7 separate regions of the Mus musculus genome follow, and all the other regions are linked to region 1. The links are chromatin contacts, called in public Hi-C, HiChIP or PLAC-seq and promoter capture Hi-C maps. All regions are on one chromosome and are shown on one strand. Each heading gives the region's core, a stretch centred on a gene start, on an enhancer-like site or on the middle of the called end of the contact. The rest is flanking DNA. Distances are from core to core; before and after follow the strand shown.

Evidence for each region. Promoter capture Hi-C pulls out the DNA fragments that hold promoters and counts their contacts. A called contact is a pair of places that touch in the nucleus more often than the background predicts. HiChIP or PLAC-seq counts read pairs in DNA pulled down with a chosen protein or histone mark.
Region 2: an H3K4me3 HiChIP or PLAC-seq map of embryonic stem cells shows a contact between it and region 1, with 5 read pairs. The contact joins the promoter of Olfr279 here to the promoter of Slc38a1 in region 1.
Region 3: a promoter capture Hi-C map of hippocampal neurons shows a contact between it and region 1, with 3 times the contacts expected there. The contact joins the promoter of Ccdc184 here to the promoter of Slc38a1 in region 1.
Region 4: a promoter capture Hi-C map of pre-B cells shows a contact between it and region 1, with 2.3 times the contacts expected there. The contact joins the promoter of Senp1 here to the promoter of Slc38a1 in region 1. A contact is called at or near these places in 2 of 39 promoter capture datasets (cranial neural crest and pre-B cells) and 1 of 9 other capture datasets (adipose tissue).
Region 5: a contact with region 1 is called in an H3K27ac HiChIP or PLAC-seq map of epiblast stem cells, with 7 times the contacts expected there. The contact joins the promoter of Col2a1 here to the promoter of Slc38a1 in region 1. A contact is called at or near these places in 1 of 39 promoter capture datasets (hippocampal neurons) and 2 of 115 datasets of contacts at active chromatin or transcription factors (epiblast stem cells and large pre-B cells).
Region 6: a contact with region 1 is called in a Hi-C map of Th1 cells, with 4 times the contacts expected there. The contact joins the promoter of Hdac7 here to the promoter of Slc38a1 in region 1. A contact is called at or near these places in 2 of 39 promoter capture datasets (the 3T3-L1 cell line and hippocampal neurons), 3 of 484 Hi-C or Micro-C datasets (B cells, Th1 cells and cortical neurons) and 3 of 115 datasets of contacts at active chromatin or transcription factors (T-cell acute lymphoblastic leukemia, embryonic limb bud and large pre-B cells).
Region 7: a contact with region 1 is called in an H3K4me3 HiChIP or PLAC-seq map of pro-B cells, with 3 times the contacts expected there. The contact joins the promoter of Slc48a1 here to the promoter of Slc38a1 in region 1. A contact is called at or near these places in 1 of 39 promoter capture datasets (cranial neural crest) and 2 of 115 datasets of contacts at active chromatin or transcription factors (embryonic stem cells and pro-B cells).

What each region holds. Positions count from the first base shown.
Region 1 is chr15:96,641,653-96,644,184 of GRCm38.p6, forward strand. It overlaps Slc38a1 (solute carrier family 38, member 1), which reads right to left and starts at 1,261. Exons shown (of 16, transcript NM_001166458.1): 1 at 839-1,261.
Region 2 is chr15:98,496,215-98,498,746 of GRCm38.p6, forward strand. It overlaps Olfr279 (olfactory receptor 279), which reads left to right and starts at 1,260. Exons shown (of 1, transcript NM_001001807.1): 1 at 1,260-2,192. The coding sequence starts at 1,260. The coding sequence ends at 2,192.
Region 3 is chr15:98,166,537-98,169,068 of GRCm38.p6, forward strand. It overlaps Ccdc184 (coiled-coil domain containing 184), which reads left to right and starts at 1,270. Exons shown (of 1, transcript NM_177716.3): 1 at 1,270-2,532. The coding sequence starts at 1,780. The coding sequence ends at 2,355.
Region 4 is chr15:98,092,296-98,094,827 of GRCm38.p6, forward strand. It overlaps Senp1 (SUMO1/sentrin specific peptidase 1), which reads right to left and starts at 1,274. Exons shown (of 18, transcript NM_144851.5): 1 at 988-1,274. It also overlaps a transcript of Pfkm not described here.
Region 5 is chr15:98,003,464-98,005,995 of GRCm38.p6, forward strand. Col2a1 (collagen, type II, alpha 1) reads right to left here and starts at 1,261. Exons shown (of 54, transcript NM_031163.3): 1 at 946-1,261. The coding sequence starts at 1,030.
Region 6 is chr15:97,830,224-97,832,755 of GRCm38.p6, forward strand. It overlaps Hdac7 (histone deacetylase 7), which reads right to left and starts at 1,272. Exons shown (of 25, transcript NM_001378971.1): 1 at 1,136-1,272. The coding sequence starts at 1,154. It overlaps Gm33636 (a long non-coding RNA gene), which reads left to right and starts at 463. Exons shown (of 4, transcript XR_001781759.2): 1 at 463-1,082.
Region 7 is chr15:97,783,102-97,785,633 of GRCm38.p6, forward strand. Slc48a1 (solute carrier family 48 (heme transporter), member 1) reads left to right here and starts at 1,264. Exons shown (of 3, transcript NM_026353.4): 1 at 1,264-1,515. The coding sequence starts at 1,380.

The DNA.
Region 1 (2,532 bases), core at 11-2,510:
AGAGAGGGAGAGGAAAGTGAGTCACTGCCAGCATCATCCCACTAACCGGAACGGAGACAGGGGCCGAGCCCGTGGAGGTGCAGCCAACGTGCACCTGTTTACCGCGCTGGGGAGCCGGTCTCCGAGGCTCCGCTGCCGGCCAGTCCCAAGATGCAGACTGATTCACTCCTCGGTGTACCTTATGCCCCTTACATCGCATGCTTGGTTCCTAATTCGCGAAAGTGACACCAGATCTGGTGGCACACTCCATCACCATAAAACCAGGTCTACAAAGTAAGGTACTGTACGCCACGGCGGTATCTGGAGTCCCTGCGTTCAGGGAAGGGCACCGGACTCCTGCCTTCTAGAAAGGCGCCGCGACGCTCTGCCCGTGTCCACGAGACATGGAGGCTGTCTGAGTTACCTCCTTCCCTTCCTGTTCAAACTCCCCTTCCCTCCAAGTCGCCGCTCCCTCTGCCCTCCAAAAGCACCTTACCTCGAGAAATAAAGGGAAAGGCGCCACCAAAGTGTCCGCCCTTCCAGGCCGTCCCCGGCAGTTAGATGTCCTTTTTTGTGTCAAGGACTAGCTAGGGAAAGGTGGCCCCAGGTCTGTAAGACTGGGCGGGGAGGATCCGCGTGGCGGGTTTCGGAGGAAGGTAAAAGGCCGGGTTACCGGCGACCTTCAGGAAGAGTGGCGTGGCCACAGCTCTCCTCCTCCTCCTCCTTTTCCACCACCACCTCCTCCTCCTCCTCCTCCTCCTCCTCCTCCTCCTCCTCCTCCTCCTCCTCCTCCTCCTCCTCCTCCCAGGGCTGGTTGCATCAGTTTCCCCCCACCCACACTCTGCCCGCCAGCACTTACATTCACACGCCCGGCGCGGAGGGGCTCCAACCTGACTCATTGGCTCCTGCGAGGCGCGTCGCCCTTTCTCTTCGGCAGTTTGGGGACGGGAGCGCGGCCTTTCAGACCATCATCCCTCCATGCCCGCGCGCCGGCGGAGTTGAGCTGTGTGCGGTAGAGCAGTGCGGGTCACATGCCGCTGGTCGCCGCGCCTTCTTGCTCCTCTTCCCCCCTGGGCTACCAGACCGCAAGGCGACCGCGGCTGGCGGACACCGAGCATCCAGGAAGGGCAGTGCGAGCGGATGCGCGAACAACGCGCTGGTGGTACCCGAGCATACGGAGGCTGCGGGCCTCCCGGCACCTGCCTGCGCCCTCCCGGGGCCTCAGCTGGGGCCACAGCTGCCGCACCCGCACCCTCGGGGTTGGAGGTGGAGCGGCTCACTCGCCCAGGCGGTGGCAGGGGGCCGTCTCTTGGGGTACGCCAGGGCCTCACCGAACGGAGTTGCATTGTGGGAAGGGAGCAGCGTGAGGGTAGCCCCGCGACCCAGGGGCGGTGGTGGACTACGGGACGCGCGGGGACACCTTTGGAAACCTGGACACCTACAGTCCCGCCCCCCCCCCCCCCAGAGCAGCTCTGGGGACCCCTTGGGACTCAGAGTGTGACAATAACCCAAGGGGTCTGCACCAATAGCCCTGCTGCCCCGGCCACGTGACTCTACCCTTGCTGGGCCTGGAAAAAGGAACAGGCTGAAAGCCATATCCGCCTCGGGTTACTTCTCCTGCCCCACTCTTTGTCTGAAGTGCAGCCCCTTAACTGACTGGCTGGCACAGTCGCTTCTCCTTAAAATGGCGACAGGAAATCCCACCTACACACCAGCCAATGAGACCACCACCACCACGGAGTCTGCCGCGTGGAAGCCTGAGTCCCTCTCATCCGGATGGCTCCTGTTTTGGGTCCGGCCGGAGATTCATCAGCCTGACCACTAATAAATTTTAACCAAGAGGATTTTATTCAGACACTGACGCCGAGATGGAATTCCGAATGTAGCACCCAGACACCTCAGCCAAGGGTTTACAAAGGCAAAGAATACAAAGCTTCAATCTGTTCTCTTGCAAGCTTGTTTACAGAAGCAGAACCAGCAGTTAAAAAAAAAACCATAATAATAATAATAATAAAGATTAACCCCTAGTAGCGCTTAACATTTGGAGGTCGAAATTTGCTTTAAGCACAGAGATTTTTAAACATAAAGTTAGCCATCAACATGTTAGCCATCACTGTTCCATCAAAACAAGAAATGGCGGTTGAATCATGATTCAAAAATGACTCTACCTGGAGCCTTTCAAGAGGCTGAGTAATGAATGCTGTTTTGCGGTGCTTACAGATTTTCAGTCTCCTCTGGGAAAGTGGGGGGCCAACCAAGATTTAAGCTTTTTAGTGGCTGGTATTCTTGCTCCCTTCCAATGGCCGTAAATGGTCGTGGTGAGTTAAACACTGGCTTCCAAAGAAACAAGTGGGAGGTGTGTTCTTGAACATGCCTGGAAACCGGAAGGTCACTGCAATCAGAAGGGCAGTTTCTTCCTCAAACACAGCATCTCCCCCCACCCCCCACCCCATTTTTTTTTTGTCCTGTTGCTCCTTCTTTGTGTGAAAAACTTATGTATTATAGTAACACTCTAAGTTTACACCGAAAGTCCATTCTTTTTACCTTTCTTCC
Region 2 (2,532 bases), core at 10-2,509, 1.9 Mb after region 1:
AGGAATCAAAAAAGAAAAAGAAAATAAAACTCTCCAGATTCTGACCGGAGCCTGAGCAAAGTTTGTCACCAGCCTTGTTGGGCATTGCCAAACCACCTGTCCAGGAAAACAAATAACTTCCGAGAGGAGCAGGTTCTAGACTAACTCGGACCTAACTGCACCTCGCAGGGTAGATGCTCTGGTTTTCCAAGTCTTTCTTCCTTCCTTCCTTCCTTCCTTTCTTTCTTCTTTCTTCTTTCTTTCTTTCTTTCTTTCTTTCTTTCTTTCTTCCTTTCTTTTTCTTTCTTTCTTTCTTTTTCTTTCTTTCTTTCATTTGTGTGTGTGTGTGTGTGGTGTGTGTGTGTGTGTGGTATGTGTGTGTGTGATGTGTGTGTAGTGTGTGTGTGGTGTGTGTGTGTGGTGTGGGTGTGTGTGGTGTGTGTGTGTGTATGGCGTGTGTGTGTGTGTGTATGGTGTATGTGTAGTGTGTGTGGTGTGTGTGTGTGGTGTGTGTGTGTAGTGTATGTGTGTGGTGTGGTGTGTGTGTGGTGTGTGTGTGTGTATGGTGTGTGTGTGTATGGTGTATGTGTGGTGTGTGTGGTGTATGTGTGTGGTGTGTGTGTGTGTATATGGTGTGTGTGTGGTGTGGTGTGTGTGTGTGTATGGTGTGTGTGTGGTGTGGTGTGTGTGTGTGTGTGTATAGTGTGTGTGTGTGTGTGTGTGTGGTGTGTGGTGTGTGTGTGGTGTGGTGTGTGTGTGGTGTGGTGTGTGTGTGTGTATAGTGTGTGTGTGTGTGTGTGTGGTGTGGTGTGTGTGTGGTGTGTGTGTGTGTGTATGGTGTGTGTGTGTGTATGGTGTATGTGTGGTGTGTGTGGTGTATGTGTGTGGTGTGTGTGTGTGTGTGTGTGTGTATGGTGTGTGTGTGGTGTGTGTGTGGGGGTGTGTGTGTGTGTGGTGTGTGGTGTGTGTGTGGTGTGTGTGTGTGTGGTGTGTGTGTGTGTGTGTGTCCATCCCCCACCATCCCCCAAAAACGATGCTTGGGAGAAAGCACTATAGAACAGGGTATTATGCAGGAGATGTGGACCCAAGCAAATGGACTCAAACCATAATTCCATCAGAGTCATGTTGGGTATTGGTCCCTCTTAAACTAACAGGAGACGGTAAAGCCTGTCTCTGACACTTGCTAAGATATTGTAAACAGCGAGCCAAGCATCGAGTGTGGTCCTAGTAGACTTTTGCTCACTAATGGCCGCCTCCCTCTCTTCTGGGCTCAGATCTCCATGAGTGGTGTGAGTGAGAACCAGACCACCTGGCTGACCCTCGTGGGCTTCGGGAAGCTGAAACACCTGGGCTTCCTCCCCTTTGCCCTCTTTCTAGCCATCTATGTGGCAACGGTTGGTGGCAATATCCTCATCGTGCTTGCTGTGGCCTCCAGTCGGACCCTCCACACACCGATGTACTTCTTCCTCTGCCATTTCTCCCTGCTGGAGATCGGCTACACATCCAACATCGTGCCTCGGCTGTTACAGAGCTTCCTGGAAGGTGGGGACCTCATCTCCTTGGTCGGCTGCCTCGCCCAGTTCTACGTGTTTGCCTCTCTGGCTGCAGCCGAGTGTCTCATGCTCTCGGCCATGTCCTATGACCGTTACTTGGCCATTTGCCACCCCCTTCATTACCCGGTCCTCATGAGCACCTGGTGCTGTGTCCGCCTAGCCACGGGGGCCTGGTTCAGTGGCTTCTTCTTCTCTGCCTTCACTCTGGCCTTGGCAGCCCCTCTGTCCCTCTGTCCCGGCCGCAGGGTGATTGATCACTACTTCTGTGACTTCGCTCCGGTGGTAGGGCTGTTCTGTGGAGAGGTGTGGGTCATGTGGGGGGCTGGCGTGAGCATCTCGGGCTGCCTCACACTCGCCCCCTTCCTGTTGATCGTCGCGTCCTACGTCTTCATCCTGCGGGCTGTGCTGAGAATCCCTTCCAGCCACGGGAGGCAGAAAGCCTTCTCCACCTGCTCCTCCCACCTCAGTGTGGTCGCGGTATTCTACGGCACTCTCATCGTGGTCTATGTGGCCCCGACAGAGCACATGCCCGCCTTGCTCCGGAAGGCCTTCTCTGTCTTCTACACAGTGCTTACCCCCATGTTCAACCCCATCATCTACAGTCTCAAGAATCAAGAGGTCAAATGGGCTCTCCGTAGGCTCTGCAGGCAGCTCCTCTGAGGACGTGCCCCCGCTGAGGTGGACACGGTCAGCTTTTAACTTCTTCTTTGATTTTTTTTTTTTTTTTTTACCTTAGCCCCTTCCTCCAAAATCAGATGGAGAAAGAAGGCCCTGGTGTTGAAAAGACAAGACAATAGATTGAAAGCAAATTCCTAACCACAGGAGGGATCTTCAGTTTTCCATTGCGATTTGGGTAAAGATCGCATGCCTCAAACAGGGAGGGCCTAAGCACTTTGGACATTTCATAAACATTCATTTTGAATGAATGAATACTAAAATGAATGCAGGAAGGAGCTGGGTGGCAGCCCCATGGGAAATATTTACAGTTTCTTTATTATTT
Region 3 (2,532 bases), core at 20-2,519, 1.5 Mb after region 1:
TTAAAAAACACACTTGCAGTTACTGAACTACAGGTGACCAATGACACTCACCCACACTTAATTTTTTATACAGTTAGACAGCACTGTTCATTTACTTCTCCTTCCCAGAGTCTTGTAAACTCAGGGTTTTGACCACTTGGCTTCCTTTTATCAAAGCGATGTCAGCGTGTTATAGCCTACAAGATGACTACCTTCCCAGCCTATGTCGTCTCTAAATATATTATAACCAAATTTTCTTCCTCCTCCTCTTCTCCTGCTCTACCCTCTAAGTAGGGGAAGGAGTTTTCACAAAGGACAGGGGTGGTTAGTGGGCATCTAAAGATGGGAACTAGGGGCGCTGGCCCTAATAATTCACTCAATTGCACTTCGGTCCAGTGTTAACTCAGATTTAGAAACACTATTATTCGGTCCGTCAAGAAAACGATGTCAGCTGAGGTCTCTCAGTCATTAAGGGCTGAAAGGAAATTGTATTCAGGTCTTCTGAAGTCCACTATGTGTGGGCTGGAGAATCCTGGGGAGGAGAATGGTACTTGGTGGCTCTTATTTAAGTAGCTATTCCACAAATACATCATCTGCTCTCTGCGTCTCGGACGCTATTTAAAGCGCTGGGGATTCCGTGATGGAGGGTGCAGGGGAGGGGAATCTGTTGTTATGGAGTTTTCATTCTCGGAATTTAAGTACTTAGCTTCATAATTTTCATACCCCCCCAACCTGGGTAGAAACAGCTGGGTCCCATAAGAGACTGTATCTCACCCTGAGCTTTCTGGAGGGAGGGAAAATTGTTTTTTGTTTTTTTTTTTTTTTTTTTTTTTTTTTTTTTTTTTTTTTTGCTGCAGAAGGGAGAAGCAGATCGGTCGCGCCTCCCTCCGCCTTCCTCTGCACCTCCAAGCCTGGTGCTGCCAGCTCGCCTGGGATTATTAACAATCGCTACCCAGTCCTGTGGGCCGCTGGAGGATGGACCTGGCTCTCCCATGGTCCTCCAAGGAAGGAATGCGGAGAGCGGGTGAAAAGCCCCCCCCCCCCCCCCAGGCAGACGGTCTCTCTCCGGCTTGGGGGTGGGGGTCGTGCAGCAAACTGCTTTCTCATGCTGTCCTATTAAACATTGCAGCCACATGCTCTTTGCAGCTTCTCTGAGGCTACTGCAGCATCCCTGCCCCGCCCGTCAGCCCATACAACAGAGCTTCACTGCAGCTTCGGAACCCTGTTCTCTTTCTTCCTCACTTCCTCGTTGCCATGGAGACACACGTCATTTACGTGCCGTGCGTCGCCTTGGAAACGGGGGAGCATCCGCGGCGCCGCCGGGAGACCCGCCCCTGCCTCTCCAGCCGCACTCGCGGGCACTGCTGGTGGATGGCTGGGGGGAGTCCCGAGACTGACGCGCTGCGGGTCCCCGTCTCGACCCCGAGCCCTCTGCGAGCGCCTCTGTGACCTGTGAGCACTCTTTGTCGGTGATTGCCGGGAGGGCGGCGGGGACATAGGTACCACACTGGAGGCGAGCGGGCAAGCCACTTTTGCCCCCTGGGTAAGCCCGAAGATCCTGGTCCCGGGACCCTAGACAGGTCTTCGATCCATAGACTCTTCTCAGCCCTCCTTGATCCCGCCCGTGTCCTCTGCCTGGGGCCGCTCTCTTCACGTAGGCTCCCCGCCCCTCTAGGGAGCCTAGGTGTCCCTGGGCTCCACCCCGTCCCTCCCGGGACCTCTCCCCCTCCACACCCTTCCCCCACCCTGGAGGCCCGCTGGACACGACCCAGAGCTGCCACCGCCCGCTTCTGCCACTCAATGGAGGACAGTCTGCTGGAGATCATGACCAAGGACGGCGGCGACATGCCAGCGCCTCTGGAGGTGTCCACGGTGCCCGCCGTGGGGGACGTGATCTCTGGGGAGTATAACGGCGGTATGAAGGAACTGATGGAGCACCTGAAGGCCCAGCTGCAGGCCCTGTTTGAGGACGTGAGGGCCATGCGAGGGGCACTGGACGAGCAGGCCTCGCACATCCAGGTTCTGTCGGACGACGTGTGCGCCAACCAGCGGGCTATAGTCTCCATGTGCCAGATTATGACCACTGCGCCCCGCCAGGGAGGCTTGGGCGTGGCCGGCGGCAAGGGGAGCTTCCCAAGTGTTCCCCATGAACCAGAGACACCTTCGCCTGGGATCGAGGACAGCGGCTTGCTGGGTCGTGATCCTGATGAAGACGAGGACGAAGAGGAGAAAGAGACACCTAACCCCGCCACACCCACCAGTCACTGCGAGCTCTCTGAGAGCCCCGGTCTCCTTGGGGAGGATGGGCCACTTGTGGAGCCCCCCGACCTTCCTGACATTACCCTGCTGCAGCTGGAGGGCGAGGCCTCTCTGTGAGGGAGACCCCACCAGGGAACCAACTACCCGCGCTGGCTTTGGGTTTCCAAGTGCTTAACCCGAGGGGACTGAACAGTGCGGTGCAGTGTTCTTCACTTCAAACGTGGTCCTTATAGGTCAGGGAGAGAGACTCCCTCACAGAAGGATTTGTAGAGTCAAGGACTTTGGAAGCATCGC
Region 4 (2,532 bases), core at 24-2,523, 1.5 Mb after region 1:
ATACAAATCATCTTTATGAAGAATACTTAAACATGTTTTACTTCATCCAGAATGTCCTACTACATCGAAAACCCTACATCAAATGGTTGATTGCACATAAAAGGACTATACAAAATTTTGCAAGAATCACCATCACTCCAAATACAATTAAGTATGCCACGTGAAGTAAGTAATTTTAACAAGTGTGCCTTAAAAGTGATAAAGGAGCAAGTTATTGCCAACAAGATAACAGAAAAACTGTAGAGGTACTGATAAAACAGAAATCACCAAGCTCAAGACAAGAGGAAGCCAGCATATATCCAGAAAGATCACGTTAGGGTATACGAAGAAAAGGTTCAAGGGAATTCATTACCAAGAGGCGATGAGCCAGGTAAGGAGACGGCGGCAGTTAAGGGGGTTTTCATAACCTATGCAGAAGGGTCCAGACGTTTCTCTCTGGTGGTGGCTCTAGCAATATCACATCCCAGGGAATTATCACAGGGTAAAAAGAGTTGGAGAATTGTTTTACGTGAGACTCGGTAGGCGAGGAGTAGCATTCAGGTTTCAAGGAAGAAGAGAGGCGAAGCAGGTGGGAGCGACAGCTCAACTTCCTCGTAGAGAACAGCTCTTCCTCCCGGGGACCCTGCTCTGGCGGGAAACTCCCGCGATCCCAACCGGCCTTCTCTCTTTGGAAAAGTAGAGTGGGATGTAGAAGGAGGCCGTGCTGTGACCGCGGGGAGATGGCCTCTCCGCGGGTCGGGAGACCGGAGGGCTGAAAGGGCGGCCTCAGTGAGCCCAACTACCAGACCCGGGCCAGGCAGCCGCGACCGGGCAGCAGGGGGGAATGGAGGTGGTCCCAAGGGGCGGGGCGGAAGACAGGGCACGGTCCCCACCGCCGTCCTCCTTTCCGCTCGGCCCCGCCGAGGCCCGCGGGCCCAGCCTGACACAGCCTCCCGGCCCGGTCTCCCTCCATCCTCACCCCTCCCCCAGTTTCCCGCCGCCACTCACCGAACCGGAACCGGCTGCTAGGCAAAGGGGTTTCCGGCCGGGCGCGGACCGCAAAGCCCGGGAACCTCCGGGAACCGGAACCTTCTTTACTCTACCGGAAGACCGTTTGGCGGGCGCGGAGGAGGGAAGGGGGTGGGACAAGAGGTCAAAGAGCGAGCTACAGGCTCGCGGGACGCCTGCGCGAGGTGGCGAGGCCCGAGACGTGGAGGGAGCGTTTGACTCGCGTCTCCATCTCCCTGTCACCCTGTCAGACTGGGGCTTTTTCTCTTCGTCGCACTTGGAGTACTGTTAGTGCGCCCGCCGTCCTTTGGTTTTCTCTGTCCCTCGGCTCCTTGACCCGCTGTCATCTGGTTCCGTTCGGTGACCTTTTTTTGGCTTACGCACAGGTTTCCATGGCAGCTGTTCGCTAGGGCCCTAGATGTTTGGAAACCTGCGCCTTCCCCGACAAATCCTCATTTTGAGTTCTAAATTGATTTTTACCTCTAGCTTCTGAAAATTAGTGTGCATCTTGTCACGCTTGACACGCTTGACTGATCACAGGAAGTGGGGCTAGGGGGAAGAGCAGAGACTAAGAAACTTTGGGAACACCTTAGCTTAGACTCTTAACAACACACCTAGCCTTATATAACTGGAATAATTTTAAACAGTGATCTCTAGTGGGATTCACCAGAGGTCTTAAACATGTAATCAATGCCAGACTTTTAAAGACAGAATGGAGGAAAAATTAACTTGTTCATTCAAATTACTTACCGAGCTTCTTAATTTAATTACGCCTCTGGCGCAGGCCCTATTTGGAAAGAGGCTTCAGAATAGTATTCTAGACCCAGGTGACTGCCTGTCTGAATTCACTCTTGAAGAAAGAAAAGCCTCTGGAATCTGCCAGCCTCATCTATTCTCTAAGCATAAGGAGATAAACTTGTTTCTTCAGGGGATCCTGACTTGTTATGTATATAAACGATTATATCACCTTATATGCTGATATTTTTATATGGCCAAGTCCTAAAACCCAGTGGTATTAAGTGTACCTAGACCATGTTGACCTTTGACACTTTAAATATTCTATGGATCTATTTATTTGGATTAAACTTTCTTTACTTCTAGGAAGTAGCCATGCGTAGAGAGGAGTTTCAGCTGAGATTTTTCATGTGCGTGATTGAGTCTCGCCAAGTAGTCAGGACTACTCAGAGCACAGGTACCATTGATTATGTTATAGTGACAAGGGATATGTTCTCTCAGAGCTATACAGGATGAGAGCTTCTGGCAGAATTATAAACTTAAGGGGTCGACGGGCTTGTTTTCTATTCCTAGTAGGAAAAATATTTTGTCACCGTGTTGGGGTGTTTTCTTTGTACAAGTATAAGGGAGATGCTATCCTCATCCCAGGCAAAGGAGGAAGACTTGGGAGCTGAGAACAAGAAACATGGAACATGGGAAGGGTGTTGATTTCTATTTAATTTATAGATTATTCTAACCTATCTGGGGTGACTTGTAGTAGGAGTCCTTGTTGATACTCAGTGGGCACCCCCAAACATGTAAGTCAGGACT
Region 5 (2,532 bases), core at 11-2,510, 1.4 Mb after region 1:
TGTAACATACAGAGAAAGACAGGGCTGGAACCCTACCCGTCGGAAACGTGCCCAAACACGTGGAAGAAAATTCTCTACCTAATACACTTTCCAGGCTTCGGTTGTCCTGAATATAATCCCAGACAGTGGATCTTACCCAGGGAGGAGATGGAAAGGTGCGGGAACCGCCCTTGGACCGAGGCTATACAGCTGCCACCTCTAACGATAGCCATACGCAGGTCACTAGCCTGACCCCATATCCATCCACGGCTACACACGCTGTAAAGTAACTCATTGTAGGGTATACAGTGTGTGTGTGTGCGGGTGGGTGCTCTTGGGGACACATTTGGAAAGCAGGTCTGTTTGCAATGTCAACGTTTTTCAGTGTCAAATTCCTGCAGCCTAACGGAGGCAAGGGGAGAGCCGAGTTTCAAAGAAGGGCTGCCCGGCTGCACCTTACTGTGGGCCAGCCTGATAGCGGAGGGGACTGGAGAGCTGCGCTGAAGTCGCCGGGAGCCGCTTTTTCTTTGTGGCCTCAGATTTCAACCCATCAGGGTCAGAGTTAGTTCTTTGTCTAGCGCCCCTTTGAGTTCTGCAGCGTCTAACCCCTAGACTAGGCTGATAAATCAACCCGTAGGCGTCTCTCGATTTCTCTCCTACTTTTAAGTGTGGGGCTTCTTTTACTGAGCTCGAAACGTCCTGGTCAAAGCTGGTGGAAGGTGATGCGTCTGTGTTCAAACCTGTTGCATATCCTTGCTTAACGCAGGGACCTGAGAAAGTCTCCAATCGTGACTCTCACTGAAGATGCTGCGACAGAGGTCCTTACTCGCAGAATTAGGATCAGTGTACTCCTGTATACTCTGCGCTTAGGACTTAGCGCCCTAACCCGGACCAGTACTTGGGGGAGGGAGTAGGAGGAAAAGGGTCACAAGTCAGGGAAGTAGGCAGGGGCGGCGGGCGACTTACGGGCATCCTGGCCCTGACACCGTAGGACCGCGGCGATGAGCAGCGTCAGCAGCACCAGCGACTGGGGAGCCCCGAGGCGGATCATGGCTCACCGCGAGGCCTGGCAGAGCCTGGCCCGGGCGAAGCGCAGCGAGGCGGCAGAGCACGGAGCGGGTCCGGGTCTCTACCGCTCCCTCATGCAGGAGGCCCTAGGAGCAGGAGGAGGCAGGAGACCCGGCAGCCCAGCGGCGCTCTGCGTCTTCCCCCGGCAGAGGCTCCAGTTATATGCTCCCGGTCGCTCCAAAGGCTGGCAAACCGGCCCAAACCGCGGGCCGCCCCCTAGCCCCCCGCGGGGCTGTAACCTGAGACCCCGCCCCCGGAGCCCGCCCAGGCCGGACCAGAGCCCACACCTGCCAAGGCCAGTCGCCCCTTTCGTGAGCCCAGCTTCCCGCCCCCAATGTGCCCAGTGGCCTGATCGGGCGGGGCACCGAGACAGCCTCCGGTCGCCCCCACTTGGGACTGCCACACTGCCCCCTCTAACCACAGGCGGGAAGGGGGGGAGCATCGGGCCCCTTTCCTCGGAGTTCTGCTGGGGTTAGAAGGGAGGGGGTTGTTTGCAGAGGCATAAGCCTGGAGTTTTAGACCCAAGGCAGAGAGGACGAAGCAACAGAAAGGAGCAAGAAAGGTGGGGATGGGGAATTTAGGAGGCGGGGAGGTGCGTGGGGGACCAAAGCATGAGCAGATGGACGTTGTCCAGAATCCTAAATCTGGGGGACAGTTTTCCAGACCTGCCTTCCAGCTCCTTTGCGGAGTACCTGCCCGTGAGCTCCCACCTGGAGTCTCGGGGACCACAGCCTCCCTAACCCATCCCCCATCCAACTAGCTAGAAAAGGCCTAGGTAGAAGGGGGAACTGAGCGGGTGGCTAGGACAGGGTCTGGTGAATTCCTACACAGAGGGAGACCTGTGTGGAGGTCTAAGGGGCGAACAGGCCAGGGAAGGGACTAACGGGACTGCAGACAACCCCGGGGACAAAACGGGATGGATTGGAGACGCTTGTCTAGTTCGGCTCTTCCTGGCCCAGGTTCAGGAATCTCCAGGGGAGTGGGTGCCCTTAGCCTGGATAGAGCAACCGCTGGCCAGGGACTGTTGGCCACTCTGAGGCTCTGGCCAGAGAGTCTGGAGGTGGCTCCAGCTGGACTCGGCTTTGTGAGGGGCGGGGAAAGCGCCAGAGTTTCCTAGTTATTCCCCCACCCCAACCTCATTCTCCAAGTCTTCCCCTATCCCTGGACCTCCAGCCTCACCTACCTTCCTTGCTCCCCACCCCCCCACCTTAGCCCAAACTGCGGAGGTTCGGCCTAGCCCTTGCTATGTTCCCGGAAGTCTCCTTTGAGAACAAGAGGGTGAGGATGAGTCCCCAAATACATCTTTCCTTCAGGAGTGAGATGGTCCTCCGGTGAACTTTAAGCAAAGTGAAACTTGGAAATTAAGACCTGATTTAAGCAGTAACTCCTTTGTCTCGAAGTGGGTTTCTGTGTTGCTTTCCTCCAGGAAGCTGGAAGTCCTTGGGAGAAGCCACCTCTATGGACCTGACCGACACTCCCAGGGAA
Region 6 (2,532 bases), core at 22-2,521, 1.2 Mb after region 1:
AATCTAGGTAAAAGTCTGGAGGACTAGCTCCTGATTCCAGATGTTGCACTCCCTCCAGGGCCACCGAGGGCCAATGTCCTATTATCACCCTGAAACTTTGGCAGGCAGAACTGGGCCTCAAGCAGATGCTGCGTTGGGATGTGGGAAGGGATACTTAGCAGCAAGCCAACCCCGCCAGATGATGCAGGATGCTTTGGGGGAGTGCTGGACAGCCAGCAAGGATAGTTCAGGGAACCAATGGTCAGCCCTAAGTCGGCCCCAAACCGGCAGCCAGTGAGAAATAAGTGGGACTCATTAAGCGACCTGCATGCAGGACTTAGGTTTTTCTTCCAACTCAATTGGCGGAGAAATCGCAGTGGCGAAAAGACAGTTCAGTTGCCAGATTTGCCCGGGTTCTCATACTTCTCAGTACTATCAGACTGGGGGTGGGTGGGGGTGGGGGGGCTAGATCCAGCTCCCCACCTCCCTACCTCTCTCAGTACTCAGCCTGCGGCCCCCACTTCCCCACGCCTTTAACTGTCCTCACTGCTAGGCTGAACACAGTGTCTGTCTCTCTATGATGGGTGATCAAGGATAAGGGGTGATGCTCAGAGAAATCTCCCAGCCCAGTACCCCTCCAGGGGACGTTTCCCTCAGCTACAGGATCTGAGTAGGGCCCTGCCCAGTTCTACAAGACAGGGGCGCTGATGTCCAGCCCTGCAAGTTCTGCGCCAGTTCAGTGGGTCCTAGCCTTTGCCCTCCCGCTTCCAAACCTTTGGTCCCGGAGCACCGCCCCCTCCCGGGCCTCGGCGGCCGGCCGTGCCTCCCGGATCCCGGGGAGGAGGGTGACGGGACGCCCGGCCCTTGCACAGGCGGCCCCGGGCCTCCCACTGCCTCCCCGGGGCCTGTCGCTGCCCGGGAGCGGGCGGATGTGGGCGCCCCGCAGGAGGCCGGAGCCCTTCGGCCCCGGAACCAGCCGGGGCAGCGAGCGGGCCAGAGCCCGGGCGAGCGGGCGCGGTCCAGGGCGCGCGGAGGACCCGGCCAGCCGGACCGGCCGGAGACCCAGCCGCAGCCGGAGCGGGAGCCGGGGCGAGCAGCGCAGGGTGCCGCGCGCAGGGCGGGGCGGACGGGGAGGGGGTGGCCGCCCGGTACTCACCCGCGCCGGGGCTGTGCATCCAGGGGCCGGGGCCCTCAGAGCCGGGGGCTCATGGCGGGCGGGGGGCCGGGGCGCCGGCCTCACATCCCCCCGGTCGCCGGAGGCTGCAGAGCGACTGTGAGACGGCGAGAGGAAGGGAGGGGGCCGGGAGGGGGAGGGCCCTGGCAGCCTGGCCGGCCGGGTAGGATGACAATGGAAGGAAATGCTTTATCTGAGTCTGAGAGCGGGCCAAGGGGGAGGGGAGGGAGGGGGCCGGCGCTGGCGGCCCTGGGACACACCACCCGGGCTTCGCTCAGCAGCACACAGCCTGGCGGCAGACACCGATCGCGGCGGGGCGCGGCTCACCGCCCGGGAGGCAGCGCCGAACCCGGAACGCGGGACGCGGCCGGACCCGCGCGCGGCCGCGGAAGCCCCAGCCGCCGCGCGGCGCTGCGCCCCGCGCACAATTCCCGGAAACCCAGATACCTGAGTGCACGCACCCGTGCATACACAGCGTACACGGGCGTGCATCCATGTTTACACAAGCCAGGGTGCTTTACGCTTCGGGGAAGGACTCCTGTGCACACATCTACACACTTAAGTCAACGAGGGCAGCGCTACACACAGGGAGAGCAGGGCACGCTTGGAGTCTCGAGCAAGGAATCCCAGACGGACACCCCTGCCCCATCCTAACACACACACACCACACACACACACACACACACACACACACACACACACACGACTCTCCTCAGGAACACTTCAGGATCTGATTTGAACCACTGCCAGTCCAACCCCAGTGGCACCCCCCGCCCCCACTGTCTGCTGAGGGGAGCAGAAGGGTCCAGTCTGTTCCTATTAAAAGAAAAAAAAAAGGGGATGGGGGGTGGTGCAGTTTTCGAAACTTAAAAAAAATTTTTCTCAAGGGATTTCCTTCCATCCTCTCCTCTTCCTCTTCCATTCCTCTCCCTCCACAATGACCCTCCTTTGCCCCCCCACTCCTGGACCCTATGAGTCAAACTTCAGCAATGTGCCCAGTGTCCCCCAGTGCATTACAGCGGATCACAGAAATGTTCCAGTCTGTGAGTCGGAATGCAGCCGCCTCCAGCCCTCCCTCAGCTAATAAACTCAGCTGAGGACTGGCTTTGCACTGAAGCCCTCCCTGCCTCTCCCCCATCTTAGACGGGAGGAGGTCAGATTCAAGGGTCAGGGGCCGAGGACCTTCCCACTGAGTTTCCTGGCTTGGCCTGTCAGTCCTGTTGCCTCCAGCAATTTGGCAGGTCAGAAAACTGGGAAGGGAGAGCGGTCATTCACCAGGAACACTATGCTCCCCTGCCCTTGAGGTGCCCGCCACTGAAAGGCAGCTTCCTTCTGGTCCCAATCTACTCTCTGAGTCCTCGGAACTCCAAGAACCTTTA
Region 7 (2,532 bases), core at 14-2,513, 1.1 Mb after region 1:
CTGTCCTGGAACTCGCTCTGTAGGCCAAGCTGGCCTCGAACTCAGAAATCCGCCCTTCTCTGCCTCCCAAATGCGGGGATTAAAGGCATTTGGCACCACTGCCTGGCCAACGATCACTTTTTAATTTAATAAACTAAAATGGTGGCAAACGTGTGGAGCAATCTTGTGCTGTGTGTATAACTTTTGGGAAGGAAACCCACTGCTTCGAAATATGGATAGAAAGATTTTTTTCCCCTTATTTTGGTCTTTTGAGACCGGGATTCTCTGTGTAGCCCTGGCTGACCCCTGTAGACCAGGCTAGGCTCCAACTCACCAAGATCCACCTGCTTCTGCCTAGTGAGTGCTGGGATTAATGGTGAGCACCACCACCACCTGGCTGGTAAAAAGAATGAATATGTTAATTGTTGTTATATTATTTTAGATTTTTTTTCAAGTTTTATTTTACTTATTTAATTTCGGGCAAGTTGGGGAATCAAACTAGCTCCCCAGATCTGTTTTCTTGCCTCGGCCACTTCCCAATTGCCAGGATTCCACGTGTGGGCCATCATGTGCAGTTTTATGGGTTTTCCTTGTTTGTTTTGGTTTGTGACTTTTGTGACTGGGTCTAGCTTCCCTCGAACTCAAAGAAATCTGCTTCCCTCTGCCTCCACCTCTACCAGTGTAAAGGCATGCACCACCACAGCTGGCTAGTTTCTATAGCCTTAACTTGTCCTTTTAATGAGTTTGAACTTCCCATTCAAAATTTAATCCCAGAACTCAGGAGGTAGAGGCAGAAGGGTCTCTATGAGTTCCAAGCCAACCTGGCCTACATAGGGAATTCCAAGACCGACAAGACTACGTGGAGACACCACGTCTCAAAAAAAAATTCAAAAGTATTTTAAAAATTAAAAAGTGCTCATTGGGGCTGGAGAGGTGGCTCAGCGGATAAGAGCACTGACTGCTCTTCCAAAGGTCCTGAGTTCAAACCCAGCAATCACATGGTGGCTCACAACCATCTGTAACGGGATCGGATGCCCTCTTCTGGTGTGTGTCTGAAGACAGCTACAGTGTGCTCACATATACAAAATATTTTTAAATGATCATTGTAGCCGGCTCCGGTAAAGACGGTATTTCTAGGCCAGCCAAGGCTAGATAGGTGGCGTTCTGGGGATGAGGCCAGGACCCTGCCCTTCCACCAGGGGTCGCCGGCCTTTGCCAAGCGGCGGTGTCGGGAGCGGCCTCCGGCCGGGGAGGGCGCTGTGCCGTTGGCACCGGGGGCGGGCTGGGGGCGGAGCGCCGGGCGGCAGCGGCTCTGGCTCGGGCTCGGGCTGGGGCTGGGGCTTGGGCTCCAGCTCGGGCCCTGCACCTGTGACTCGGCGGCGTTGCTCCTCCGCTGCCCCATGGCCCCGTCCCGGCTGCAGCTCGGCCTCCGCGCCGCCTACTCCGGCTTCAGCTCGGTAGCCGGCTTCTCCATCTTCTTCGTCTGGACGGTGGTCTACCGACAACCGGGGACTGCGGCGATGGGGGGTCTCGCAGGTATCCCCGGGGGACGCGGGGTGATCGGGGCGGGCTGCGCGCGGCGGCTGCGGTGGCGCTGCCCGGGGGTGGGAGCGTTGTTTACTCCAGAGAGACTGGAGACAGCGCAGGCCCGGGTTCCTGGGCAGTGCCCGGGCCTCTGGGACCTGGCGCCTTATGAACGTGGCGGGACCTAGGGTGCCCACAGCCCGCCCCTGTGGTTCGCACAGCTCTGCGGCTCCAGGGCTGTTGCGTCCCCCGCACCCTGTGAATCTACCCTCCACCCCGTGTCCACTAGAGCGTCCTCTGCGCGCCCATCTCCTGGCCACCCTCGCTCCCTCAACACGCACACTGTGCGGGATTACCGCATCTCTTATAATAAGTGGGGTTCGTGGGGAAACCCATCAGCCAGCCCCCTTCCAGCCCCAGAGGCCCTCTGCCGAGACCAGGACTGTACTGTGGACCCGGTGTCACTGGACATTCCCTTTACACCTGTGTCCATCTGCTCTGGTCGGAACCAGTGGGAATCTGCTAATCCCTGAGGGACGAGGAGGTGGCGAAGGCCCAGCCGTGCTCTCTAATGTGTAATTTTGGGTCACGCCGTTTAGCCTCTCTTGTGTGAAGGCCAAATATATTATTTACACGTATTATCATCATTTAATATTTTTTTGCTGGGCTAAACAAATCTACTCTCCTTATGTCATCTAATCCTAATAGTAGTCCTCTGAAGTAACATTATTTGTGCCCATTTTACAGTTAGAAAAAAATCAATCGAGGCTTACGGTAAATAAATAATGTGTCCAGGGTTTCAACAGCCACACGATGTGCCCCCAAGATGGCTCAGCCTTAGCCTGGCCGACCCGATTTCCATCCCTAGAACTCAGAAGGATTCAGGTTGGCATGCTAAAGGCATTAAAAGCCCTATGGAGGAAACTAACCCAACAGTACGACAGCCACATGAAGTAATATGTATGGCGAAAGTATGTGTAAGGAAAACGTTTTAAGATACAACATTTATTCCATGGCTAAAATCCTTGG